Regions from separate parts of the Mus musculus genome. Here all the other regions are linked to region 3. The links are chromatin contacts, called in public ChIA-PET, Hi-C and promoter capture Hi-C maps. All regions are on one chromosome and are shown on one strand. Each heading gives the region's core, a stretch centred on a gene start, on an enhancer-like site or on the middle of the called end of the contact. The rest is flanking DNA. Distances are from core to core; before and after follow the strand shown. Region 1 holds the start of Ctc1 (CTS telomere maintenance complex component 1). Region 2 has its middle 23 kb from the start of Gas7. Region 3 holds the start of Pik3r5 (phosphoinositide-3-kinase regulatory subunit 5). Region 4 holds the start of Borcs6 (BLOC-1 related complex subunit 6). Region 5 overlaps Usp43 (ubiquitin specific peptidase 43). Region 6 holds the start of Per1 (period circadian clock 1).

What was found. Promoter capture Hi-C pulls out the DNA fragments that hold promoters and counts their contacts. Hi-C and Micro-C count contacts between places; a contact is called where the count stands out from the background. ChIA-PET counts read pairs in DNA pulled down with a chosen protein or histone mark.
Region 1: a contact with region 3 is called in an RNA polymerase II ChIA-PET map of memory CD8 T cells, with 8 read pairs. The contact joins the promoter of Ctc1 here to the promoter of Pik3r5 in region 3. A contact is called at or near these places in 1 of 484 Hi-C or Micro-C datasets (CD8 T cells) and 1 of 115 datasets of contacts at active chromatin or transcription factors (memory CD8 T cells).
Region 2: a Hi-C map of B cells shows a contact between it and region 3, with 8 read pairs. The contact joins the enhancer-like site here to the promoter of Pik3r5 in region 3. A contact is called at or near these places in 1 of 39 promoter capture datasets (pre-B cells), 1 of 484 Hi-C or Micro-C datasets (B cells) and 1 of 115 datasets of contacts at active chromatin or transcription factors (microglia).
Region 4: an RNA polymerase II ChIA-PET map of memory CD8 T cells shows a contact between it and region 3, with 15 read pairs. The contact joins the promoter of Borcs6 here to the promoter of Pik3r5 in region 3. A contact is called at or near these places in 3 of 115 datasets of contacts at active chromatin or transcription factors (T-cell acute lymphoblastic leukemia, memory CD8 T cells and pancreatic cancer cells).
Region 5: a contact with region 3 is called in a promoter capture Hi-C map of hippocampal neurons, with 3 times the contacts expected there. The contact joins the enhancer-like site here to the promoter of Pik3r5 in region 3. A contact is called at or near these places in 7 of 39 promoter capture datasets (3T3-L1-derived adipocytes, the C10 cell line, embryonic stem cells and 2 more), 2 of 115 datasets of contacts at active chromatin or transcription factors (large pre-B cells and pancreatic cancer cells) and 1 of 9 other capture datasets (embryonic stem cells).
Region 6: a contact with region 3 is called in an RNA polymerase II ChIA-PET map of memory CD8 T cells, with 72 read pairs. The contact joins the promoter of Per1 here to the promoter of Pik3r5 in region 3.

The regions. Positions count from the first base shown.
Region 1 is chr11:69,014,336-69,018,668 of GRCm38.p6, reverse strand. It overlaps Ctc1 (CTS telomere maintenance complex component 1), which reads right to left and starts at 2,758. Exons shown (of 23, transcript NM_001013256.2): 1 at 2,504-2,758. The coding sequence starts at 2,536.
Region 2 is chr11:67,560,742-67,565,263 of GRCm38.p6, reverse strand. It overlaps a transcript of Gas7 not described here. Among named protein-coding and RNA genes, the nearest start is that of Gas7, 23 kb to the left of the region's middle. Within about 2 kb of position 1,828, at least 117 of the 459 cell types and tissues checked have an H3K27ac peak or open chromatin away from gene starts, as enhancers often do. A contact at or near this core is called in B cells, where this site is marked.
Region 3 is chr11:68,430,354-68,434,743 of GRCm38.p6, reverse strand. It overlaps Pik3r5 (phosphoinositide-3-kinase regulatory subunit 5), which reads right to left and starts at 2,619. Exons shown (of 19, transcript NM_177320.2): 1 at 2,482-2,619. Gm32046 (a long non-coding RNA gene) reads left to right here and starts at 2,659. Exons shown (of 2, transcript XR_388771.3): 1 at 2,659-2,833; 2 at 3,066-4,056.
Region 4 is chr11:69,058,125-69,062,395 of GRCm38.p6, reverse strand. Borcs6 (BLOC-1 related complex subunit 6) reads right to left here and starts at 2,621. Exons shown (of 1, transcript NM_028005.3): 1 at 820-2,621. The coding sequence starts at 2,598. The coding sequence ends at 1,516. It overlaps n-TIaat4 (a tRNA gene), which reads left to right and starts at 3; the gene lies at 3-76.
Region 5 is chr11:67,886,442-67,891,271 of GRCm38.p6, reverse strand. It overlaps Usp43 (ubiquitin specific peptidase 43), which reads left to right. Exons shown (of 15, transcript NM_173754.4): 8 at 3,411-3,522. Among named protein-coding and RNA genes, the nearest start is that of Usp43, 33 kb to the left of the region's middle. Within about 2 kb of position 2,466, at least 7 of the 459 cell types and tissues checked have an H3K27ac peak or open chromatin away from gene starts, as enhancers often do. A contact at or near this core is called in hippocampal neurons, where this site is marked.
Region 6 is chr11:69,096,521-69,101,205 of GRCm38.p6, reverse strand. It overlaps Per1 (period circadian clock 1), which reads right to left and starts at 2,257. Exons shown (of 23, transcript NM_011065.5): 1 at 2,198-2,257; 2 at 290-697; 3 at 103-201; 4 at 1-10. The coding sequence starts at 564.

The sequences.
Region 1 (4,333 bases), core at 1,509-4,008, 580 kb before region 3:
AAAAAAAAAAAAAACCACATTACTAATCTTAATATAAGTAATGTCTAATAGAACACAAGAAAGAACACAGGCAAAGGGTCAAAGAGTAATTTATGGATGTTTGGCCTTCGTGGATGCTGGTGCCCATTCCAACTCCTAAAACTGAAGTTAAGAATGGGTGTGGACCATGTGAGTGCTGAGAACTGATGCTGGGTCCTCTGAAAGAACAGCCAGTGCTCTAACCCCTGAGCATTCTCACCAAGAGCACCCCCACCTTTTTTTGCGACAAGATCTTCCTACATAACCCTGGTTGGCCTATAACCCAATATACAGACCAAACTGTTCTTGAACTCACAGATCCCCCTGCCTCTGCTTCCTAAGTGTCAGTAGGACTATAGGAATGTACATACCATCACGACTATACTGAGTGTAATTTTTAATCATTCCATTTTTTGAGTGAAGCATATGCACTCGAGTCCCTATAAACTAAATATAGACAAGATATACTCCCACTAGATCTGATCCCTGTTCTGTCTTTTCAGCTAGTTCTAATCATCATAGCTCCATCTCTGGTCAATATCCCATATTCAGCACATCCTTAACACCTTGAAAAACCACTTTCAATGTCCTAAATTATTTTGGCATTCTTGTGTAAACAGTCCTACTGACTTAAACCTAGGACAAACACTCTCTCTTTGCATTCACTCTCAGAGTTTTGGACAGTGGACCAATCCACTACCCAGATAATACTTCATTGACATAATCAAAGGCTAGAAGTACATTGTTTTCATTCAGGTTTGCTTGGTTTTGGTTGTTAGTCCTCTCATGCCCTGCCCATTACTTGACAACCTTTCTCAAAGTAGTGACACCACCTCAAAGTGAAATCAAATTTGGGGGGAGGCAGATGTCACTTTTTTTTTTTTTTTGAAACAGGGTGGTTTCTCTGTGTAGCCCTGGCTGTCCTGGAACTCACTGTGTAGACCAGGCTGGCCTTGAACTCAGAAATCCGCTGCCTCTGCCTCCCGAGTGCTGGGATTAAAGGCGTGCGCCACCATGCCCTACTTACACAGTATATTTTGAGGGAAGACTCAGTTACATAGGGAAGACTTTGGCTTTTGCCGTTGGTTGTTCGAGGGGAAAAGGGAAACTAAGGACATTTACCGAATCAAATGAAACAGGTCTGTATTTTGGATAACCCCAAGATTCATTTTGTATAATGTAAGCCTAACACTATACCCTCAAATACTTGAATTGCCTACGTTTGCTGTGGTGGTTGTTGTTTTTAAAACAGGGTTTCACCATGGAGTCTTGCTACCCTGTAACTTGCTATATACACCAGGCCTGCCTGCCTGTGCCTCCCAACTGCTGGGATTAAAGGCTTGGACCACCACACCCGACTGCATCGTCTACCTTGAACGAACGACCTTTAAAAGAGGACTGTTGCTCAAGGATCTCTCCTTTAGCTGAGAGTTCTCTCTCCTGAGAGCTGGTCTCATCACTCTGCCCAGCACTGCAGCACAAATGTCCTCTTTAAAACCACTCCAGCACTAAAGCCATGTTCACTGATCAGCCAGCTAGCTTGAATCCTTGGCTACTCCTTAACTGGCTCCCTGTCATTTACAATATCCACCCCTTTAAATTCTAATGTCTTACTCCTTTGGGTTTGTTTGTTCTTCAAGACAGGGTTTCTCATCATAGCGCTGGCTGTCATGGAACTCACTATGTAGACTGGCCTCGAACTCACAAGAGATCTGTCTGCCTCTCAGTGCTGGGATTAAAGGTGTAAACCACCATGCTTGGCCTTCTCTTTACCTCTGGTACCCCAACACTAACACTGCTGTAGTGGAAGAAGATACCATAGACTCTGTTTTCAACCATGGTCTTTCAGCTCAACCGTCCACAGTACACTTCAGTAAAGTAAGACCCAAATCTCAAACAACCACTCCTTTGTCCAAAAAGGGCCACCAAGTGCGAGACATGTAGAGGCTAGCCCAGTGAATTACATAGCAAGCACCAGGTGATGTTAACGTGACGCTGTCATAAAAAGACCACTAACAACTACCAAGAAGTTGTTGCTTAGCAAGTCAAGACAGTTCACTATTCCTTCTGACCCCTCCACCTCCACCCAATGGCATTTAGCTTTTCAAACGATATTTGCTTTAACTCTTGCTTAGCAAAATGGCTTCTGCTGCCTAGTACCGTTTTCTGATGCTTTCCCGCTTAGCTAACCGGGGTACCCATCCAAGGACTGGGGCGTTTCTCCTTTCCCAAACCAGCTAAATCAGAGGGCCCCTGTAACCACAACAACCAGCAAGGCTAATCTCCCACAGAGCGTAAACCTTCGACAGTGGGCGGAGACGTATTCCAGGCTAGGTCGACCCTGGAACAAAGGGCCGGAAAAGCCTCCGCTCCCCAGGCCAAGACCATGGGCAATGGATGGAAGGAGTATAGGAAGAAAAGAAATTCAGGACAAGAAGGGAAAACAAAACAAAAAACCCACGAGAATCACACAAACAGCACTCACGGAGGTAGGTGGTTGTGCTCGGCAAGCAGCCATGATGAGCCAAACCCCTACCCTGAAGAACGCGCGAACTCCGGGCGCAAGTGCTCACGGGAGGGAACCTGTGACGTCAGGGAGCAGCACTGCCTCTTCCCTCTGCATCCACCAGGGTACTGGGGCGTCAGGGACCTTTTGCGGTGAACTTGCCGTAAGGAGCCTACTGGCCTTAAATTTGCAGCGACCCTTCCGCTTCTGACTCCTAAAGGCGGGAATTACAGATGTGCGTCACCAGATCTGGCCTGTTTTCCTTCTATAGTGACGGCGCGTCCGGATCCTAGTGTTTCACGTGGGGTGGGGCGGGCGGGAGACCGCTCGAGCGCACAGTCACTTGGCTCATAACACCTAAAATTTTCAGTCTCCCTGATCTTGTCAAGCAGAGATGTGCAATTTAAAAGTAGCCACAGACTAGATGGGATATCGCATGTGCCTTTAATCCCAGCAATCCGGGTGCAGAGGCAGGGGGATCTCTGCGAGTTTTGAGTTTCAGCCTAACCTGCTCTTCATAGTGAATTTCAGGCCAGCCAGAACTACGAAGTGAGGACAAAAAAGGGAGCCACGGGACACCATTAGCATATGTGATATGTGCAGTGGACTTAAGCCACTGCTGCATTTAGCAAGTCTTTTTAAATTTGTTTTTTACTCTAATGTCTAGAACTAATTTTTGCTAAAGAATTTGGTGGCCATATGTGACTCAATTCATGAAAGCCTTTGCTTTTCCTAATTCAGTCAGTCAGGCAATCAAGAGCTCAGTACTGGCGGAGGAAACAGAATTCATCTATGTGGCAGGCACATAGGATCGGGGTATATTCATTGAAGAAAACAAAACAAAAACCCTCTTGTTCTGAGGCAAGGAGATTGACGGGAAAACAGGCAAAATATATGGAGAAGAAAGAAAGAAAGAAAGAAAGAAAGAAAGAAAGGAAGGAAGGAAGGAAGGAAGGAAGGAAGGAAGGAAGGAAGAAAGAAAGGAAGGAAGAAAGGAAGAAGAAAGGAAGAAAAAGCAAAGCGAGGAGATTGTCTGGCATTCCAGTTCCAGGAGACCTGGCGCTACCTTTGTTGTTGTTGTTGTTGTTTTGTTTTGTTTTGTTTTGTTTTTTTGTCTTTCGAGACAGGGTCTCTCTATTGCCCTGGCTGTCCTGGAACTCACTTTGTAGACCAGGCTGGCCTCGAACTCAGAAATCCACCTGCCTCTGCCTCCCGAGTATTGGGATTAAAGGTGGCCCGGCTCTGGCGCTACCTTTTGAGTAACTGCACACGTGGTACACATACATTCATGCAAGCAAAACACTCAAACACATAAAAAGCAAGATAGAAAAGGAACCATGTGGCAGTGCAGTAATCCCAGCATTCAGGAGGCAGGAGAATCTTCCTGAGTTTAAAGCAGCCAGGGTTACATTAAAAAAAAAAAAAAAAAAAACAACCAACAAAGTAGCCAGTCAGTAGTGGCGCATGTCTTTAACCCCAGCAGAGGCAGAGGCAGAGGCAGGTGGATTTCTGAGTTCCAGGCCAGCCTGGTCTACAGAGTGAGTCCCAGGACATCCAGGGCTATACAGAGAAACCCTGTTTGGAAACAAACAAACAAAAGAAAAACAACAAAGTATTACACCTGCAAATTACTGTATCCCTTCATTCAGCTTCACTTTTGATGCAAACAACTCCTTCTGTCATGAAATATGCACTGTGGTGATGAAAGAGAAGTTGGGGCAAAAGCCCCACCCTAGTAGCCGTGTCTCAACTAAAGATTTTGTAGCACAAGAGAGTCTCTGTTTAAGGGGTTTTATTAGTTTCTTTTAA
Region 2 (4,522 bases), core at 579-3,078, 870 kb after region 3:
TGACCCAAGACAGACCTATGAGAATGAATCCTTAGACCCTGGTTGGAATTATTAAGGAAAAGAGGTATTATGATGAGAAGCAAGCTTGAAAGTTGAGGGTGGGTTTCCAGACAGCTCACCAAGGAATAGAGTCAATGGAAAAGACAGGGATGGAGAAAAGAGAAGGAAGAAGCAAGGGCAAAAACTTTGTAGTGTGCTAACATTTGCTAAGCTACCTGATCAAACCTTGTCTGAAGCTAAACTTCCAGGGAATGATCAGTTATATCAAGCTGGAAAATCCTTTTTCCTTGAAAGTCAACTTGAGTAGGATGTCCACTAAGAAGTGATAGAACTCAGCTCTTGCCTCCTTCAGCTCCTGGTGGCTGCTCGGTCCTCTTACTGCTGTGTCAGCCTCTGGCTTCCTCAACATGCTCTTCCTTAAACATTCGAACTCCTATCTCAACCTTAGCCCCCTGCCAAGGACACTTGTGATTACATCAAGGTTTACCGAGATAACCCAGGGCAGTTTCAAGAGCCTTAATGTATGTAATACATCTGCTAAGACCTCTTCTAACAAACAAACAAACAAACAAACAAACAAAAAATTCATGTTTCTGGGGATTAAGCAAAGACAGATCTGTGAGAGCCACTATCAGCTGCCCCACCCCCAACCACACTGAGTCAGGCTGCTGTCTGCATGTAGATCCTCATCGACATGTGCTGAGGAACCCCTTCCAACAGTCTCAACTCTGAGCTGAACCTGAAGACGGTGTGTGTCAGTCTCAGGACTTACATGCTCTGAGGACAGAAATGGCTTTGAGGAACGGTGGTGCAGAAACCCCTGGCTGATAGCTTTTCTCTGTGGTTTACAGAGGAAACAAAGACTGTGAACTGGGGTTTCCCAAAGTGTAGAAAGCCAGGGGGTTCCCGGAATGCTTGCAGCACTAAGATGAACCCTACACGAGGAGGTGGTTGGCCTAAGAGGTTCACTTTCTAAGTAGTTTTCTATTCATTTCATGGTCTATTAGTGAAAAAAGGGTAGAGCTTAAAGCCTAGGAGAACACTGATATTAGAGCATGACACTGTCGTGACCTTGCTAGCTAACCAACCCCGTACAAAGTACTGGCAACAACTACTATGAACTTGGGAGCTGAGTTCAAATCCACACCTGGCTTAGGCAAGATACTTGATCTCTCTGGACAATATCTGGAATAGGCAGTCCCCATGACAACAGAAATAATAGAGATGCTGTTATTAAGTTATACAGTGGTACGATTTAATTGGGCAGATGGACATGAAACATTGATGACTGCCCTGCTTTTGTGTATTCTGCTGCATGCCATAGCTCCTGCTCTTGTCGCTGGGTCCTACCATCATCCTTACTAGAATGTTCTAGTGAGATCTGATAGAATCAAGCATCCATCCCATGCCAGCTGGGTCTCCTCTGTCTCCTGTTATATTCTACTTCCCTCAGTTTTCCAACCAGTCAAATGGGTCCACTTCTCTAAGTCTCCTCCCGACCACCTAGAGGAAAGTCTGAACAGAGGCCACCCCACCAGTGGTCTCCACAGAACAACCTGACAACTCTACCTCCAATCTTAAGCCAAGGGTGTCTGAAAACTTCCTAGTCTTGTCCTGTTCTTCTGTCACAGCACGGTTGTTTGTTTGTCTGTATAGCTCTGCTTTCAAGACCCTGGCTCAAGTGGGTTGGAGTCAGGTACTAAACCCTTCCTGGTATTCTGAACCCTCGTTGAAAGTACATTTCTTAAGTGAGTCAGGTCCCCTGGAGGGAAGCAGATCTCAACATTCCTTAATCTTGACACTATCTCAGATGGTAGTCATGGTTACAGGCAAATAACGACCAGGGTGTGGCATCTTTGACACTGCCTTCACCCTGGTCACTAAGAGTGTTCTCCATCCTTCAGCACTTTTTAGTATGAGTCACAGCTGAGGCATAAGCCATGTGTGAAAAGCCCCAACAGGGCCTCCTGCTTCTCCTGTTCAGTGAGAAGTGAAGCCATATCACACCAGTACCCCGAGAAGGCAAGCCCCACCTTATTCGTTATTGAGAGACTGGCCCTCCTCAGGAGCAGCACTTGCCTCGTGGCACCTCTTCCTGTTTGGTTTAGGAAGGTCTTTTGCTGGTGCCGAGGCTGGTCTCAATCTGAGACGGAATATTGTGGGTCCTCTAGACCAGTCCTGGGTTTGATGGTTGGTTAATAGAACTCATAAGATTCGACACACTGTCTCTGCTCCTGGCTAAGGGCTATTTCAACAACAGGATACAAAATAACCCTCTGAAGGGCTGTGGAGACAGAGGCAAATCCTTGAGTAAATGAGTTGAGTTCTAGAGTCCTCCCCAGGGAATTTCTCCCAGCAGATAGAGTCATGTGGGGCATGCTGATCTCCCCCAGCAGTGATTGTGACAGAATGTGTAATTGTAATCACTGTCTACTAAGGAAACTCACGAGTCCCCAGGTCCAGTCTTTGCCACCCCTTCCCCAACCCTCCACACACAGGAGGATGTCAGAAAAGGACATCAAGTGTCCTGCTCTATGGCTCTCTGCCTTATTTCCTTGAGCCAGGGTCTCTTACTGAGCCTGGAGCCCAGTTGCCGCAATCCTCCTATCTCCTCCTCCCACAGAGCTGAGATAACAAAACACAGGGGTGGCCACGCCTGGCTCGTTTTGTTGCTGAGACTCTGAACTCAGATCCTCCTGCCTGTGTAATGTGCCCTCTGACCCAAGAACAATCTACTGTAACTCGAGGGTCCAGAATTATTATTAGGGGCTGGTTACACAGGCACCGTGTGCCTAGCATGTAGCCAAGCTGCAGGTTCTCAGAAGCAAAGCAGGTGTTTGGCATCAAGTACATGCATAGGAATAGTTTAAGAGATGGACCACTACCATCACTAGGAAATAGTGAAAACTTCTCAAACACTAGGTGAGGGGTGATATCACAAACTGGCCTGTTAAAGAAAGCAGGATCAGATATGCTAACGGCGCTTTTTAAAGATTCCTTTCTGTCTTTCTTTCTTTCTTTCTTTCTTTCTTTCTTTCTTTCTTTCTTTCTTTCTTTCCTTCCTTCCTTCCTTCCTTCCTTCCTTCCTTCCTTCCTTCCTTCTTTCTTTCTTTCTTTCTTTCTTTCTTTCTTTCTTTCTTATTTATTCACTTAGCATGAAGGATGCACATGCCATGGTCTGTACATGGAAGCCAAAGGGCAACTTGTTGGAGTTGGTTCTCTCTTTCTAACATGTGGGTACTGGGAACTGAACTCAGGTTATCAGGTTTGGCAGCAATCACCATAATCCACTGAGCCACCCCATCTGCTTCTATGCCATCTACTCTTCCTTTCCAGCGGTAGAATGCACCGCAGAATGGCCCTCCCCTGCTGTCTGGCCCCTGGCTGGCTAAATCCTGATAGCAAATTCTACACAGATGGCAGTTTCTGGAATGCCGTTGACAGAGTGCTTACTCTCCACAAAGCTCCCAGGTCCACGGCTGGCCTCTGCCCATTGTCAGTCCAGGAATGTCAGCCTCCAGGGTCAGTATGTCATGAGGATGAGAATTTTATGTAGCAGCAACAACCCCTGACAATGACTGCCAGGCACTGGGCCAAGCACTTGACACCCAAGAAGCTTGCTTTACTATTAATATCACTGTTTTATGATGGAGTCACCCATAGCCAGAAAACATGAAATGACTTGCCCAAAATCACGCTGTCAACAGGTTTGAACTCTGGTCCATTTGACCAGTGACCTTTAACCCCTAGATTCACTTACTTCCAAGAGCCTGTCTTTCCTTTGACCACCATTATAATTTTCAGCAAACTCAATATAGCTTTTCTTCTTTACTAATGGACTCATGCTTTTTTTTTCCTTTAAAGAATGTCGAAAATAAAGTGTTATGTTTACCTTCAAATAGGAAATTAGTGACATTTGCTAGAAACATGTAGTAACCATTAAAATGGTTACAGTGAAAATCTAGCAAGGATGTTCACCCTCGCTAGCTGCTGCTGGCTGCTGGGGCATCTGTCACCCAGCTCCACTCAGAGTCCTCGCCTTACCACAATCATGAACACTGAGGAAACACAAAGGAAAAGACTTCTCTCCATAGAAGTGTTGAGACTGAACGTCTTGCCCATAGATGATTATGTTAGCTTTCTGACACTCTGACAAAAAATAAATAAAATAAAATAAAATAAAAGGTATAATTTGGTTCATGGCCTGAGAGGTTTTTCCTCCATAACTCGGTCCTGTGGAGCAGGGAGCATCTTGGCAGGAGTGATGGAGAAAACTGTTCACCTGGTGATCATTAGGAGACCAACTAGGGAAAGAGGAAGGAAAGGCTGGAGTCCCAATATCTCTATCCATGGTAGGTCCCAGATGGGCTAACTTCCCCTGGACTTCAGATCAATCCTGAAGACTCTACTGTCTGCTAATAGGACCACAGGCTGGGAACTAAGCCTTCAACAGGTGACCCCTGAGACAGCAGGCCAAATTCACACAATAGTCGTCATCTAAGTGTGCCTTAGCACGGCACTT
Region 3 (4,390 bases), core at 1,370-3,869:
GCCTAGAAGCAAAACCACAGCCCACCACTGGGGCCTTCTCTCCTCTGGTCAAGAGCAGATGCTGGAATCACCCCAAGTCTGGCACTTTCTGATTGAGTGGCTTCAGCACCCCATTTCCTTATCTGTAAAACGGGAGTGATAGCGACAGCTATCTCAGAGCGTGGATATCAAGATGAAAGGGCACGAAGCACTTAGCACAGTGTCCAATACACCACAGAAGTGTAGCCAAAGGGGGAGACGTGCTGTAGAAAGATGGAAGAGATGGAGGGAAATGTATCAGAAGCAGACCCAAGGTACAAAGGAGAAGGGTGGGTTCAAAGTATCTGATCACGTTCAGGAAAAGCTACTGAATCAGGTCGGATGTGTTCCACCCAACAAAGCAGGCAACACTGTCTTTAAAACTAGATCCCATCAGGCCAGCTGTGGAGGTGCATGTTTTTAATCCCTGCTGAAAGCAATTCAAAAAAGCATTTGGGTATAAGAGGTAGGCAGATGTCTGTGAATTTAAGGTCAGCCTGGTATACACAAGTGAGTTTCAGGTCAGCTAGGAGATACACAGTGAGACTGTCTCAAAAACCAAACAAAGCAAAAAACAAAAAACAATTAACACCCAGAAAAAAAAAAACAAACAAACAAAAAACCTAGATACCACAAAATGTCAATGAGGTTCGATTTTTTAAATGTATGCAAGATAGAAGACTGACACAATTCTGTGTGTACCCATGTACCTCTAAAAAATATTCCCTCCAATCTGTAAATATACCCTGTATTTAACAAACTGTAAGATGCCATCAGTTGTAAAGATGCACCACTACTTTGTGTATTGACAAGAAAGAAATATCAGGGCTTATTATGATAGTAATCTGTTAACTTTAATTGCTAAACTTCGAGTGTGAAGTGGAGCTCAAGGCCAGCCTCGGCTACCTACTGAGTCGGAGGCCAGCCTGGGGCACAGGCTGAGATTGTCTCAGAAATGACAGAGCAGATGAGACAGCTTCCTGCTTTGCTTGACAACCTGAGTCCCTGGGACTCACAGGGTAGGAGAGGACAGACCCCTTCCAGGTGCCCTTTGACCACCATATGTACCATAGCAAGCCTGCACGTGTACGCTCTCATCCACAGCCACAAATTAAATAACAAATGTTTTAAATAATAACTGATATATGGAAATAAAATGTGAACCACATGTACATCTCCAAATTGAGGATATATCCTTATAGGTAATATTCGTTGCTGCTCATTTGGACCAAAGGCTCAAACACCAGGCTACACACACACACATACACACACACACACACACACACACACACACACACGTTTACGTAGCGCACAGTTCAGCCCCTCGGTGGGAATGAGTCTCTTTAAACATACAGATTCTATGTGCTTGTAAGAGCTTGTAACAATCACAGTGGAGGGTTGCCCACGAAGCTCTCATTGCGTTGTGTTCTTTCATTTCTGACCTGACACTGCAGCTCAGACATACACAGCCAGTTTTACAAATAAGGAGATGTCATATGCCAGAACCTGGCTGGACTTCAGGTCTCTATTCCGTCTTACACCTTACCAAGCAAACTCCCCCATCAAGGCTTAAGAACCCTATTTAAAATGTGTTTCACCTTGGAAAGCTGTACTGTACAACTGGGTTCCAAAGACTCGACAGGCATTACAGGAGCATAGCTCTGCTCTGGGAACCGGGCCTTACCAGGCAAGGAAAGCAAAGTGGACCGCCATTCAGAAAAGGCCTTCAGGTGAGTTGGCCTGCTTTTAGACCTCCTGTTGCCAAAAGCCACCCCTCCTCTCGACAGGAGGCTTAACTCACTTCATACCACATCCTGCTGCTTTCATCTCGCCTTCCTTTTCCCTCTGAACAGCCTCCTTCCTCCTACTGTCCTGAACTTCTTGCATATTTACTACTACCACCCTAGGATGGGCCATCATGCCAGTCCTACCATGCACACACGTGTATACATTCACACACTCATACTCGCGTGTCTCCGGCGTGTAAACACTGTGCTGGGCGCGCAATTCCCAGCCCGCAGCCGCGTCTGAGAGTCACTAACTTTGGGCAGCCTGAGGCTCGGTGGAGGATAACGCCCCGGTCCTGATGCCAAACAACTCCTGTTGTCCACGTTCCTCCAGAGAGTTCAGAGCCAGAGACAGGCAGGTTCCTTCACTCCAGAGCACACGGTGGCTTGTAACCCAGCAGGAGGCTGCACACACACACACACACACTTGGCCGCATAGCTACTTCAATCTTGATGAACAGTCCTGGGACGCCCCTTCTGCCTCTGGGTTTGTCCCATGGGTTTGTGGGCCCCGGTCCCCTAGGTGGACCTTAACTATAGAACTAGAAGGTCGCCAACTGTCCAGCCTACCGGCTGCAGTTGGAGCACACTACTCCAGAATGGTCCCAACCTGCTCTGGCTGTGCTTCGAGCTCTTATACGCGTCCTCAGCACCCCCTGGCTGTCCAGCTACACACCTGCAGTCCCCGCTGGGCGCCGGGCGCCGAGCCCCTCTCCTGCGGCGACTCTCAGCAGTTGGGGTGAGGCCCCCGACCACCGCTCAGCGGCTGGAACCGGGCAGCAAGTCCCAGCATCTGCCGGGTCTCTACAACCCTAGGGGAGGCGGGGCCTTTGGGGCGGGGCTTTGGGGGCGGGGTATGACCAGGGCTAGCCGCCCAGCCGGGCTCTCTCGCCCTCTGGTGGCTCGATTGTGTCAAGCCGGTACATCCAGCCCTAGAGTTTAGGACTCAAAGCAGTTGCCCTGCGCTAGGACCCCATCCGCTTCGGCTTGTGTACCAGTACTGAGTAACACAGCTCCCCAAAAGTAAGGTGAGGTTCCGTGGGGCGGAAGAGCGTTTTGTCTGTGCAGGAGGGGTGGGTGGGGGCTTCGGGGAAGGAGGAGAAAGAGGAAGCTCCGATGAGCTGCTTCCTTCTCGCAATGCGACCCAGCGCCCCACTTCCTCCTACTACTTCTATTTTTCGGGTGCTCTTAACCCTTAAAAGGCCTGCACCCCTGATGTGCTGAGGAGTAAGCACCCTGATTCCTCTATTCCGTCTACAGGAATCTTCCTAGAAACTTCCAACCAATCCAAACTTCCAGCACTGCTTCTGCAACCTCTGATCTCACAACCCACCACCTCTACACGGTACCAGAATCTCTCATCACTTCAGCTGGGTTCCACCTTCCCAGTAGTAGATCTAGAACCGACCACAAGGTCATACGTTATTGTTGCTCAAAAGCCACAACCCTACCTGAAAGCTAATGTAAAAACCCAATGGTTTTTCTTTTCCTGACTCCCTAAATACCAAGAAAAAGCAACTTCCCTAAATAGACAGAAACAGAAAGTACCCTTTGGGCGGGCGCAGAAGTTGGAACTAGGTGGGAAGGGGCTCAATGCCCACCATAGGTCTAGCCACAGTGATCTCCATCCCAACTACCTGTTTACAGGTGAGGAGCCCGGCCGTGGGCAATGTGGTCCATACAACTCTCTCCCCAGTCTCTACTTTATTCACAAACATGTTGACATTTGGAGGAGAGGGATGGAGGAAGCAGGCTTCACTGTAAAGAAGCAGACAAGATTGGCAGTAGGTGCCTGAAGGAGAAGATAGAGAAGAGCGCATTTCACAGTCCAGGAATGTGCTAGAGAAGTTGTGGAATGTTTGACTTCTTCTGCATTCTTGCTATTCCCAAAACTGAAGGCAGAATAAAGCTAAAACCCCGGGAAGCTCAGGACCTCAGAAACCCAGCGATGCTGCCCTCCAATGGCACACCCTCTTTCTTACTAGCAGCTGTGGCGCAGATGTTGAGTTTGAAATTTTCCTCCCTTCAACACTGGGGTGTGTTGTTGTCCCTGCAGGGCCAACCACCAGACCTCAAGAGCACCTGGCATCTTCTGGACAGAAATTAAAGTGACAGCCACTAGAAGCAGTGTCCCCAGTGCAGCTGGAAAGACCCATGGGTGCCTCTGTCACTCGGTGGTGCCACCTGGTTACATTCCCACCACTGTACAGCTCTGTTGTTTCCTCTTACAAACAAGGCTATTTGTAATCCCCCTGCTTCCCTTCGTTGTCTGATGTTTTCAGAGAGCAGCCTGCCCTGTTTTGACTTCCTCATCTTACATTTAGTCCACTATGTTCTAGAAAAAGGTCACCAGGAAAGCCCTAAAGGCCAGATCCAGCATGTGGCTTACTGTTGCTACCTTTCTGAGGAAACTCCCCTGGTCCCTGGAGACCCTTCACTTCAGACCTCTGTTTCTGGCTTCTTTTTCTTCATCTTCTCTTTAGCATTGGAAGCCTTGCATGTTTGCATGAGTTGGCTTCTCTTTTCCCAGAGCACTTTGGTCCATCTGTCCATCCCATTCAAAATGGTAGCCTGGACTTCTCTCT
Region 4 (4,271 bases), core at 1,372-3,871, 630 kb before region 3:
CTGGCCGGTTAGCTCAGTTGGTTAGAGCGTGGTGCTAATAACGCCAAGGTCGCGGGTTCGATCCCCGTACGGGCCAGTGTGCTTATCTTTTTAAACAAAAGCAATTGTTCAATATTACTTTCCCCTAAGCTATTATGAGATAAAAATATGAAATTCTCCCAGTTTGATTTTATTTCTAATGTTCACCTCTAAGTATATTAGCTGCCTAAGTGAGCACCAATGTTCACCTCTTAAGGTGGCTTTGCCAGCTTTAATCGTTTTCTGAAAAGGAGACATTTAAGAAAACTTCATACAGCTGTCTTTCTAATACTGAAACAGTTCGAACTAAACAAATATACTGGAATGCTGTAAAAATGTGGGAATGTCTTGGAGTGTGGGATATTTTATGATTATAACATATAGTTCCTGAACGAACATACTATGTAAATTGTAAGAAGACAGCCTTTGTCATTGGGACACGATTGTCTAAAATCATTATACAGAACTCTGATCAGCACAGGATAGAGCTGTCAAGAGTTTATATTTCTCTATATTTCCTCTATAACCAAGACAACCAATCTGCCCAGTGTCTATCTATCCATCGGGAGCAGAGAAGCCCTTTCCCCTCAAGACCCTTGCTCGTGTTTCTGCTTTAGTGGCTCTTCGGGCCCTTTATGATCTCCCTCAGCTCTGACGCATCTCCTCCATCTAACTTAAGACTTCCTCCCCCACACTCCCAGTTCCCACTCCCGGGAGCTCTGGAGCCACAGGGGCCTTCATTCCCATTCCTTTGGCTTCTTCAACCCCTTCGACCCCACACAAAAAAACAGGCTCAGCCTTAGCAGCAGCAGCACTTTAATTCCACAAAAACTCAGAAAGCCAAAATTAATTAGAATACTCCACAACAGGTGGGCTTCAAAACCAGTAACAATTCGACCGGAACCCTGAGAGCAGTGAGACACTCCCCCGTGCCCCCCACCGCTCTCCCTCCATCATGAAATGTGCTCCTCCACCCCGTGGCATTTTAGGGGACCAGAGGAAAGAAGCGGGAGGTTATGCAGATGTTGCGCCCTCACCCTCGCATGGTGTGTGGGCAAGAACCGCTCAAGTTCCTAAAGCCCCTGGCACTTGAGGTGTGTGACCATTGGGATCCGGATAGCCGCAGCGGGGCTGAGGTCTCTCTGATCACACATTCGTGTCTGCCCCACCCTCCAGCAGAGATCTAAGGGCCTGTATTCCCATGGACGGTGTTCTAGCTTAGGGAGAAGGGTCAGGAAGAACAGGGTAGCTATAGATGGCCAACTGAATAAAAGCAGAGCTACATCCCTTTTCACCAGGAGAATCCTCACAACTTCCCCATTCACACTCCATAGGCTTAGAATGGGCACAGGCCTCCTAAACGCTTGTGGAAGAACCTCTAACGTACAGGCATCCCCTCAGCAAGCAGTTTCCACCAGGGCTCTTTGAAGAATCCTGAGGGTCCTACTGGACCCTGGTCTGGCCAGGTTACGCATGGTCTCTCCTCTATGCTCCTGGTCACTTGCATAGGGCCTCCAACACCTCCAGCGTGCGTCGGATATCTCGGACTTGGCGTGCCAGCCCCTGAACCGGTTGCAAAGCCCGTTCCAGCTCCTCGCAGCGCGCAAGTAAGGTGTACATGCCCTTAATGCTCATGTCCACGGCTTCACCTAAGGAGTCCACCGCGTCGCGGTAGGTCTGGATACAGCCCACACTCAACGCTGTCAGCTCTTGCACCGCACCACCCAGCCCGCGAAGCAGACGGTCTACCCGGCCGCCCAGCTCGCGACTCAGCCGCTCCAGATCCCTCAGCACGTCCGGGTCGATGGGAGGGATGGTGGGGGTGGGTGCGGGCGTTAGGCAGGGCCGCACAGAGGCAGGGGGAACGGGTGGTGGGGCGCCACTCAGTCGGATCTTGAGTTGTAGGTTGTTGGCCACAAAGTGAGTAAGGTCGCCGTGGCGGCTCACCGTGCCCTCCAGCTCTAGGGGGCTGGAGATAGTGGCGCGACGTCCTCCGCCCGCGCCGGTCTCGCCACTGGATGAAGACCCCCCTCCACCGCACGCCCCACTCAGCCCGTCCAGGCTGCGGCTGTCCTGAAGGCGGCTGGGGAAGGAGCGGCCAGCCCTACCCGCCGCCGCCTCTTCGTCCTCGTCGTCGTCGTCGTCACCCTCTTGCTGCGGCAGCTCCACATTCATCTCGACGCCTCCGGGGCTCCCTCGACGGCAGACCCTCAGAGCGGAGGGCTGATCCTCGCTGGGCTCCGGCTCCGGGTACCAGGAGGACGGGGGCGGGGCGTGCTCGGAACCTGGCACCCCCCGGCGTCCCCGGGCCCCTGACGGCGTCGCCCGGGAGCTCGGCTTGTCCTCCCAAGTGTCCAGCTCCGGCCCATGGGCGATGCTGCCGCTCCAAGTCTTTGGGGACGCTCGGGGATGACGGCTCGAGACCCCAACGCTCTCAGCCTCTTCCTCCCCGGACAGCGTCCGGACTGAGGGCGGCTTCGAGGGCGTTCGGGACGGCCTGCCGCTGAAAGTCGCGGCCTGGTGCTCAGCTCCGACCGAAAGCTCCGGCTCCGGCCCGAGCCGCCCCTGGGCGGCCTCCATACTGAGGGTGGGGGCCGGAACCGCGAGTCGTCCGCCGGGCTCCCCGGTCAGCGGCGGCGCCTTTAAGGGGCGTTGGCGGAGGCGCGCCGATTGGCAGCCGGATGATAATGGTCCGGACAGGAAGAGCTCTGTGATTGGTCGCCACCCCAGGAAGTTCCGGGAGGAGGGCTGTTATTGAACTGCAGAACACAAGTGAAAGCCAGTCGGGTGGCAGCTCCGGGGTGACAGCTGTGCGCGGGGCCCCGCCCCTTCGGAAAGTTGAGGGGGCGGGTCTTAAAAGACCCGAGCCCCGGAGCGCCGGAGTCCCACCGGGGCGGAGCTTAGGCTCTATGTCCACGGTGGTGTCGTCCGGAATTACCGCCGAGCAGTCGCACTCCACCGGGGATCGTTTTTGGAAGCTCTAGGGGTTCTTGGATGCTCAGGGTTGGACCGAACCGAGCTAGAAAACCGAGAAAGAAAAACAGCAGCGCCAAGAGAGAGAAAGCCGGAATTCCCAGCGGAACGGGGCTGATTGGTTCCATCCTTGAAACATTGACAGACTGATCGTTGAAGCGCCCAGAGTGACTCACTGTGCAGGGGAATTGCAGGTCGTGGACTTTCCTGTGCTTTTGTCACTCTTCGGCCTCCTGTCCCCTCTGCGTAGAGCATTTCTCTCATTGGAGGATAATATTGAGGGTTGTTTGTTTGTTTGTTGTCACAAGAGAAAATATTCCATAGGTGAAAGAATCAGACGTTTTGATAAGCACGCTCGGGAAAATAAAGGGCTGTGATTGAGAGTAAGAAGGACTAGTTAGATGAGGCCTCGGTCGGGAAAGGTCTCTGATGGGAACTATCAAGGGCATCAACTCAGCTTGCTGACAGAGGGAGGAAACCTCAGAGGCAAAGAGGTTTGATATAAACAAGAAACGCTGGGGTACGGAGTGTGGGGGAAGGACAGAGAGAAGACACCAGGGCTAAAATAAATGAGAAGGGAGAGGATTAACAACATCCAGATCGAAGATTCAGGACCCCCGGGCCACATTCCCAGGGCACTGTGGTTTCTGTAACAGATGGAGAGTCTTTCCAAGGGCCGTGGGACAGGAATCAAATGGTAGAAAAGTCGTCAACTGCAACACAGCCAAAGCTCTGGGACCCTTCTAGTTAGCAAAACAATGAATTAATATTCTTCCTTGGTTTAGAATCTTTGTATACCCCCGGCTGTCCTGGAAGTAGCTTTGTAGACCAGGCTGCCCTCAAACTCACATCACAGAGATCTTTCTGCTTCTGCCTCCCAAGTTCTGGCTGGGGTTAAAGGCAGAAGGACACCTGTTCCTGTTTTTGAAACTGAATCCTGTGTGGAAAGTGTGCACAATCACTGTGGCTAGTAATTGCAGAATCTTCCTGTTTTTTTTTTTTTTTTTTTGCATCCCTTCACCCTGTCTTTATTCTTTTTTAAATTTGTTTTGTTTTGTTTGTTTGTTTGTTTTTCGAGACAGGGTTTCTCTGTGTAGCCCTGGGCCTTTGTAGACCAGGCTGGCTTCAAACTCAGAAATTCGCCTGCCTCTGCCTCCCAAGTGCTGGGATTAAAGGCGTGCGGCACCATGCCCAGCCCTGTCTTTATTCTTGTGTTCCTTGCTCGTTTCTTGAGCTCTTTTTCCTTCAAAAGAAGCCATCTTTTGCAAGTCTTTTGTTTT
Region 5 (4,830 bases), core at 1,217-3,716, 540 kb after region 3:
CTCCCTCCCTCCCTCCCTCCCTCCCTCCCTCCCTCCTTCAATGCCCCCTTCCCTGCCTCCCTTCTCTTTCTTCATCTCATATAGCCCAGGTTGGCCTTAAATTCACTTTGTAACCAAGACTGCCTCAGGACTCCTGATCTTCCTGTCTCTTTCTCCCCAGTGCTGGGATTACACAGTAGACCACCCTACTGGGCTCTATACTTGGTTTCTATCTAGAATAATTCTAACTTAATAAAATAAGTATCTATTCCCATTGTTAATAAAGTAGAAGATGAGAGCAGAGTGCTTCTGAGCAAGAGGATTAGCTGTAATTGCCTCAAGCAGATGGCGACACCATCCTTAATTAAACACCAGAGGTTTCCCGTTAATTGCAGGAGCGGTTGTGACTGTCCGCACCACTACTACTTTATATCGACTCATGAAGGCTAGCAGCATCCATACAGTGCAGGAAAACTGGCTACAAGAGGGAAGTGAAGCATGGCTGTGCACACCTGTAATCTCAGTCAGTCTGGAGGCTGAGGCAGGAGGATTGTGAGGCCAGCCTCTGCTACGTAGCAAGTTACAGGTCAGCAGGAGCTACATGGTAGACAGGTCACTAGGGGGAAATAAAAGGGTGGAGGTAAAGGAAATAAAACCCAGCACTGTTTGTAGTTTGACAGTTTGTCCAGGAGACATGAGCTGGAACGTGATTCAAACTAATTAAAGAGTTCAGGAGAGTGACTGGGTTATATTATAAATAGTCAAAAACAGACAACCTTTTGATTATAGTCAGATTAAGTGTCTTAAAGGACATTGTGACTGTTTGGTTGACAGATATGACCCTGATTGATCCTTCTACAGTGTGTGCATGCATTGAAACATTGCAATGGACCCTGTAAATGTGTATATGGATCATGTGCCAGCTAAAATGCTAACAAGATGTTTAAAGGAGTCTGGGGCTGGAGAGGCGGCTCACGGTTAAGGGTCCTTGTGGCTTTTCGGGAGAACCTGCTTTGGCTCCTAATATCCCATGGTGGCTCACAACCATCTGTAACTCCAAGGAGATTCGTTTTGTCCTATGCTGACACTAGGCATGCATGTGATGCACAATCATGTATCTAGGCAAAAATATTCATACTCACAAAATAAAATAAACTTTAAAAGACAGAGAGAGAATTCTGGTGTGGCCCAGTGCTGTAGTGTGTGCTTAGTATGTACAAGGCTCAGCCTATATAACAATACAAAATAAAAACAGGAGAATTCCTCTGAGAGGTACTTAGATTGATAAAAACAGTTCCAAGAGGTATCTGGGATGGTAAGGTGGTAGGAATACCCAGGAATGTCAGGGGAGGGGGAAGGAGAGATGGTGACAACCACAATGCTGTTGCCGCTGATGTTTTTTTGAAATAGGATCTTACTCTGTAGCCCAGACTAGCCTTGAACTCCCTATGTAGCTCAGGCTGGCTCTAAATTCATAATCCTGCCTTAGCCTCCTACTTAGCTCCTAGAATCATAGGTGTATAGTGTGATATACAGCTCAATAAAAATTTAATTGTTAAAATATTATGATGTAGATAAAAGTATATGAAAATAATCTCAGAACCAAGTAGGCCAAAGTATCTTTAGGTATTTATTATATGATAAAATGAAATTTATTTCATAGTCTTGGGGATGGATGCTTTATCCAATAATTAAGGCTAAACAAATTGCTTTTTATTTTAAAACAATCTTTTCTTTTGCTGTAAATTTTTACATATAAATTCCCAATTAATTAACAAAGTAATCACAGAAAAGTTAACCATGAAAGCAGTGTAGGTGAGCACGCTGGCACTCCCCTGAGTGAGTCCCTTTCTCAACAAAGCAGACAAAACAGAAAGAAAACCAACATAGACTATTTATGTCTTTGAGTAGAAGAGGCTGTTTTTATAACACATAAAACAGGAGGCCACGAAAGAGAAGGCTTATGTTTCAAAAAAATTAACATTTTAAACTGAAACCAAATGTAAAAACTTTTTAGGAAAAGATTTATTTTATTATTTTTTTATGTGAGTAGTACACTGTAGCTGTACAGATGGTTGTGAGCCTTCATGTGGTTGTTGGCAATTGAATATTTAGGACCTCTGCTCACTCCGGTCAGCCCTGCTCGCTCAGTCCCTGCTTGCTCTGGCCCAAATATTTATTTATTATTATATATAAGTATACTGTATCTGACTCCAGATATACCAGAAGAGGGTATTAGGTCTCATTAGGGGTGTTTGTGAGCTACCATGTGGTTGCTGGGATCTGAACTCAGGACCTTCAGAAGAGCAGTCAGTGCTCTTATCCGCTGAGCCATCTTGCCAGTGACCCCCTCACCCCCAAATGTAAAAACTTAAAGGCAAAAGAAAATGAGGGAAAATATGTAGGTCTTGTAAGACTGAAGGATTCACCTTAGTTACAGAAAACCTAGCTCTTGCTCAGATGAGATAATACCTCTCATGGTAAGAGGAATCCACAGACGCACACACATGGGGTAAAAGATGCAGTGTCCTTGGCAGCGAGGAAAGTCTAACAGAAGTAGGGAGATTCTATTTTAGTTCTTCAGATTGCTAAGGAAATCTGCACTAGTCGTTCTGAGCAAGAACAAAGCAACTTACTTGTCAAGATGATAAAACAGAAAGCCGGCTCTTTATCCAGGGACCTGAGTAGAGAGATACTTGCTTCCCTGGTAAACTGCCACGGCTTTCTGTAGGACATTTGGGTGGCACTGGCTTTGCCTTTCTATTTATAGAACCTCCATCCTAGGAGGACAAGTGGTCCCACAGAGTGGAGGGTCTGTGTCTAAGACTATGTGTAGTTCCTGCCATAAGCAGCATTGTTCCAATAATAACCAACTGGAAGCAACTCAGAGTGCTGCACAGCACAGGACTAGGTTGATCAGCTGATCTGTCCATCAGGGGCTGCACAGGGCCCTTCCCTATCCAGATAGGGACCTTCATGTTTGTGCCTAGCTTTAGCAACATCGATTCAACAGTTTTGCATTATCGAGTCAGATCTTCTCACAGCGAGGGTGTCTGTGACAGAGCTGGGGTTCCTACGGACATCCTGTGCTCACTGACAAGTCTACAGCTGGACATTCAGTGGGTTGGGATGTGGAAAACTTGTCAGTAATGAGAATATTTCTGAGACAGGACACAGATAGTGTTGTCATCTAGATGCCCTGCTCTTGTTCCCACATCCCCTTCTTCCCTGTTCTCTGGAAGGAAGCTCATCTCTTAGAATAGTCTGCACTGCAGCTTGTGTGTAACATATATAAGCAACCAGCAACTCCATATTGTACTTGGCTCCTAACAATTTTCTAATCCACTGGAGAGGAACCAGAGCGAATCCTACATCCATGACTCTTGTTGGGTTTTCCTCTGCAGAAATGACTTATTTCCTTGGATTTCCAGGTTTGGACCACCGTTCTTGATTCGGGAAGATAGAACAATCTCCTGGGCCCAGCTTCAACAGTGTATTCTCAGCAAGGTTCGATGCCTCATGAGGAGTGAGGTCTCTGCACAGGTCTGTGTGCACGTGTGTGTGTGCATGTGTGTGTGTGTGCATGTGTGTGTGCATGCATGTGTTTGTGTGTATGTGTACTTGTGTGCAGTGTGTGCGTACTTATGTGGCACTTATGTGCAAACAGTTACTCTTTTGTGGCTTGTAGTGTTTTCACCTCTGATATTAGGAGACACCTTTCATAAGGACCAATGAAATAAAGAGTAACATTTGGGTTATTATTCTCAATTTCATGTCTTTATGGCTGGCCATTGTTTTCACTAGGGGCTGGCACATAGTAAATTGTAGTTTAGACATCTAGGTAAAAACTTGAAGATGCTTGATAAAATTTCCCTCTTTTGCTCCTCCCCTAACCTTCTCTCTTGAGACAAGGTCTTAACTTTGTAGTCCAGGCTGGCCTTGAACTTGTGACAGTCCTCCTGCCTCAACTTCCCCAAGTTCTGAGGTTACAGGCATGAGTTACTACCCCGGGCTTGAAACGGAATTTATTTTTTGTTTTTATTTTCTAAATTTGTTTGAAATGCATTTTTACTTATTCACTTATTGTGTGTGTTTCTGTGCATGTTCGTGCGTGATGCACACGTGGCGGTCAGAGCACTGCTTTGGGGAGTTGGTTCTCTTCTTCCACCATGTGAGTGTGGAAAGTATTTAACTCAGGTTGCCAGGCTTGGCAGCAAGAGCCTTTGCCCACTGAGCCATTGCTGCCAGCCCTTGAGATGTAATTTCTGTGGAAAATTGATGGATGATAATTTTGTTTTGAGAACCTGACTTTAAAAGCTCAGGGACAAAATGCCTTCTTGTCTTGTCCTGGAAAGGTTTTAAAGGAGGTTTAAAACTCTGACTTTCAGCAAGCATAAAACCATCGATTTACAGCTTCCGTGTCAAGAACTGCTCTGGCATGGATGGGGCTGGGATCTGTAAGGTTGCCTCAGTAGTCTCTCGGTTTAGAAACTGTTTAAAAAGAGCCTTTCAATGGGGTTATAGCAAACTGTTTTATAGAGATAATCTCTCACAATGGCTATTCCTACTCACAGACAGCCCTATACATTCGACTTAGGGTTCATACCAAAAAGCACCTTATTAAAACCTTCACTGCATTTGTCCGGACCTTTATGTCTAAAGGATTTGTTCACTGCACTGAGGAGCCTGAATTAGAAGTGAGCTTCCCCACAAGTAGGTCAGGCTCCTTAGTAACAGTGGCAGCTGTCCCCAGACTGTGTGCTACGGACTGTTAAAAGGGGATGAGACCACTTTCATGTGAGCGCTCATTTCCGCTGCCTCTTCCTTCCTCGGCTGCTCCTGTTCCTTTCC
Region 6 (4,685 bases), core at 1,008-3,507, 670 kb before region 3:
CTGTTCACTGCTGCAGGACCCACAGGAATGAAGGGGTAAAGATATTAGCCCCGAAGTCTGGCCCGGCCCCCAGGCATCTCCCTCAGCCCTCAGCCTACACACCTGCAGCCACTGGTAGATGGGTTGTCCTGCTCTGAGCTCGCACTCAGGAGGCTGTAGGCAATGGAGCTGCTGGGTGGGGATGGGCTCTGTGAGTTTGTACTAGAAAAGAAGGAACAGGCTAAGGTGAGGGAGGGCCACGTGGTCAGCAGCATCATGCCATCATACACACACATACACTCGTACACACCTCTTGCTGCTCTCAGTGGTCTCCAGCAGAGCTGAGTCCTTGCCATTGCCAGAAGAGGAACTATGAGAACTCCGCTGAGATGCGCCCCTGGACTCGGGTCCGTTGGACTCATTGCCACTTGAGCCATTGCTGTTTGCATCAGTGTCATCAGCCAGGCTGGGGCCTGGACAAGGCCGGTGCTGCGGGGCCCCAGGGGATGGGACTCCTCCAGGACAAAAAGGTTCTCCGGGCCTGGGGTCTCCTCCCCCATCGGCCCCTTCTAGGGGACCACTCATGTCTGGGCCATACAGTGGAGGACGAAACAGGGAAGGTGAAGAAGCCACCACGGGTGCACAACGGGGCTTTTGAGGTCTGGATAAAGGAGGTAGGACGCCTGTCTCTGAGGGCTGACTAATTTAATCACGACACCTAGAAAAAGAAACCAAAAAGGAATGTTTAGCAAAAGCTGAGCTATTAACCCCACAGCATCTGCTGGCTACACCCAGTCCTTCCTCTGCCTGCCCCTCACTGTTGTGACTCAGGCCTGGGGCTTGCAATAGAAATATGTTCTATTTCCTTAGGGGGACCTAAGGATACCACAGGTAGAAAGGCAGCTCTCGTAGGCCATCTCTTACACCCCTTGCCAGTGTGGAATGAGTACAGCCTGAACAATCGACTAGAACAGTAGCTGAGGGTCAAAGCTTGCAGGTTTCCTATGCCCAAATTCTCATCAGGTCCCCACCTGGTCTGGGACTCTGAGGCCTCGGAGCAGGGGGTGAGCTGATCGCCTCCTATATTTAGGCTTCCGGGCTAATTTTATCCGGGGGCGGTGCCACCCCCGCTGCACATGCGCGCCGATGTGCCTGGCCCCACCACGCGCTTCCGCCACAGCCGCGGTCGCCAGGGAAACCGACGTCAGCCGCTGAGCTCAGCGGTTGCTGGAGGGACCACAGGAGGGCAGGAACGACTCCTCCCCCAATCCCCATCTTCGTGGAAGTGGGAAACAGACCCAGTCCTATACTGGCCAACACACCCTCATACTGGCTAACAAGGTTCAGGGCAGCGGGGAGGAGAAGAACACCCACCATAACAAATTCCCAGGGCCCAAAGAGCCTAGGAGCCATGTGAAGAGTAACAAACTAGAGGAACTCCAGGAGCAAGTCCTAGCTTCCCCACTCGGCCTCTGCTCTTTGTGGAAACGCCCCCATCCTCGCTCTTGCCTCGAACATTATTCTGATCAAGACACTGCTTTTCTTTCTCAAGCCCCTGCCCACTCCCAAACACCAGGACTGGAGTTACCACTTGCCATAGGCAACGACTCAGGCATCTTCCTTCGTCCCTTACTTTTCTAGTTAACCCTACTACCACATAGATAGGGGACACACAACAACCAGCATATATAGTTTTTCCTCTACTCCCTGTCTAACCACACCCCCATCCCAAGTATTTTCTGAGCGCCAGGAGAAAAGGGAAGGAAGGCTGTGGCCAACAGCAAGAACTAGCGCTGAGAACAGGATGTTCCAGCCTGAAGCGGTTGACATCACGACCGGCACGAGGCCAGGAATTGGAGGGAGGAAGACAGGGAGCGCAGAAGCCTGAAGGGGGTCTTTGGGCTAGGGCAAACCCATGGACTCCCGAGTGTCGAGCAATGTGTAAAGGGGTCGTGTTCGCTAAAGGTCTCTTAGGTTCAGGATGGCTGCTCTGGAGGAGCAGAGGAGGAGATTAGGTGAACGAATAACAAACGCAGACAACCCGTGACGGGTTGAGTTGAACACCTAGGGCCCAGGGGCGGGGAAGGGTGGATAGTGACAGGAAAGGCAGATTATTGTTTTGCTCTCTGAGAGCTGAAAGCGACCCATCACGTTGGAAGTAGTGGCGGCCAAGCTCCGGGACAAAGACTAACCCTAGGATTGCAGCAGGGATCCCTACCTGGCCGTTCGAGCGCCCTCCATCCGCTTGCCGTTTCGGCCCGCAACCCAGAAGCTCCGCGAGGCTGGGAGGCGGGTTGCATAATGCCAGGCCCTGCCCCTCATTGGCCTTCTGCCCGAAGAGCCGCAGGCCCCGCCCCCGGTTGGCTAAGGATCTCTTCCTGGCATCTGATTGGCTACTGGCCCCCACTGAGGTCAGGGCTGTGTCACACACATCCCTGCACGTGGACTTGGGTGCTGGTGCTGGGCTGAAGGGCCTCAGACACCGCTCAGTCAGCCAATGCGATCAGGATGTCTCACACCGTCAATAATGAAAGGGAAGTGAGGGAGGGAAACTACCCCTTTTCAGGGAGGATACCTGGGCCACAGGAAGTGCTCAAGAGAAACCTACTTCCTAAACTGACCAGCTTGGCAGAACAAGACACCTGTCCTGGTGCCGGGTGAATGAAATGTCTGCTACCCAAGGGAAGTGGGAGAGAGAAAAACCTAGACTGACATTCCCTGGCCTCTCCCCAGCCTTGTTATAAAGAATCCAACCCTTTCCTCTGACCCTTCAGATCCTGAGAGAAGGGCAATTGAGGGCCCACGTGTCGTTAAGGGGTGAGTGGGTGATGGAAGGATACGGACAAACGGAAAGGACAGGGAAAGCCAATGGCTACTGTGAAAGGAAACAAAAGCAGGTGCTTCACTAGCCAATCAGAGAAAAGGTCTCCAGGAAGCCTACTTGGTGACTAGTGCTGCCTCTGCAGAGGATGCAGCCACCCACATTTAGGGCTGCCCCAAAAGTGGGGACCAGGAAGCCAGTACTACAAAAGGGGCAGCAGAGAGGGCAGTTGCAGCAGTAGGCAGAAAAAGGATGGGTGGCTGGGTGGCAAGGGCTTTTTATTGGGCTTTTTATTCCTGCTGCTTAGAATACAAAAGCCAAGGTTCATGAACCCAGCAGCAAGCCCATCTGTCTCATTTACTGTATTCTCAGCAGTAAGGTAAGTACGTCTCAGCGTCAGGACTGACAGTAGATGCTCGGTAAACAGGATGGCTCTGTTTCTATTAAGGATAGGTAGGGGAGAGAGAGCCTCAGGAGAGGAGGCAACAAATTATGTTTTCAAAAGAAAAGTAGAGCATTGATTCATAAAAAGAGAATAGAGACTCGATTTTGGGGAGGGGGGGACAACATGCCAGTCTGGGTCCAGGAGAGCTACAGTGACAGAGTCCCCTTCCCTAGGCCTGGGCTGAGTAGTTCTCAGGCTTCCCTGCAAACGTAGGTGGCAAGTGAAGAGGCCAACACGCAGCGGCTGACATAATCAGCTGTTAAGTGCACGCCCCTCACTGTCACGTGGCTAAAGCTTTCCTTAACAATGGTGTTTCCCTTAGAGGAGGCGGGCGAGACAAGGTTCTATAGAAATGCTGGGACACAGACCTGTTATAAAATAACCCAGAAAAACAGAAGCAGGGAAACACAGAAAACAAAAGACACGGGAGGCTGAGTGCTCAGCTTCCTCCTCCTGAAAATGATGCTGCTCTCCTGCCCCCTCGTACTGCGTTGTGACCGTGTGCTGTCCTTTTTTTTTTTTCCAGACCCCTTTCTCTTTCCACAGCTCTCAAGGATTTAGGTGTGATTCCTCTGACCCAAGCAGCCATTGCTCGCCCACTTCCCTATCTGTCATTTACACAGACAAAAGGTTTCAGCACTCCAAACAGCCCCAACCTGATCCCAAGGCCCAGGCTGTCGGGCCTCATCAGTCCCCCACAGTAACCAGGCTCTGCTGCCGTCAATGGAGAAGCGGGGGCAGGAGAGGGAGGTGACGTCAAAGCGGAGGCAGGAGGCGGGGCGAGGCAGCTGGGGAATGTGGGGCAGGGAGGCTGGAGAGGCAGCGGTTTGGGAGGCGGCCAGCCCCAGAGGGCGGCGGCCAGCGCACTAGGGAACATCGTGTTCTCTTGGCTGATGGCCCAGGACATGCACACAGCCTTGGCGCCTCCCCCAACCCAACGACAGCGGTCCTGTACAAAAGCCAAAAATTCCTGGAGAGACAGTTAGGAGGAAGGGGGTCCCCCTCCCCCGCCCCCATGCCTGGTTCTCTTTGCGGGACCTACTTTTACCCTCCCTCAGCTGGGTCTTAAAACTCCTGGCATTGGCTTTTCCCCGTCACCAGACTGTACACGGTTGCTGGCCAGGTACCAAAGAGCTAGGGCGGGTAAATTGGAGGCCTAGGTTCTGAGAGAGAACGCACCTTTGCTCCTTCCCTGGGGCCCCTCTTTAGAGGCAGACTTTCTAGTTACTATTACAGCACAGAATAGGTGGGGGGGGGGGGGGTGGTCAGAGAGAATGGATTTAAGATGAAGTCAAACTGGGACACAGCAAATTGCCTCAGTCTGGGGCCCAGATCTTGGGAGAGGAATACAGGGAGGAATGATGGAATTTGGGCTGGTGCCCGAAGCCCAAAAAAAAAAAAAAAAAAAAAAAAAAAATCAGGGAGAGGGAAAAGAGGAGT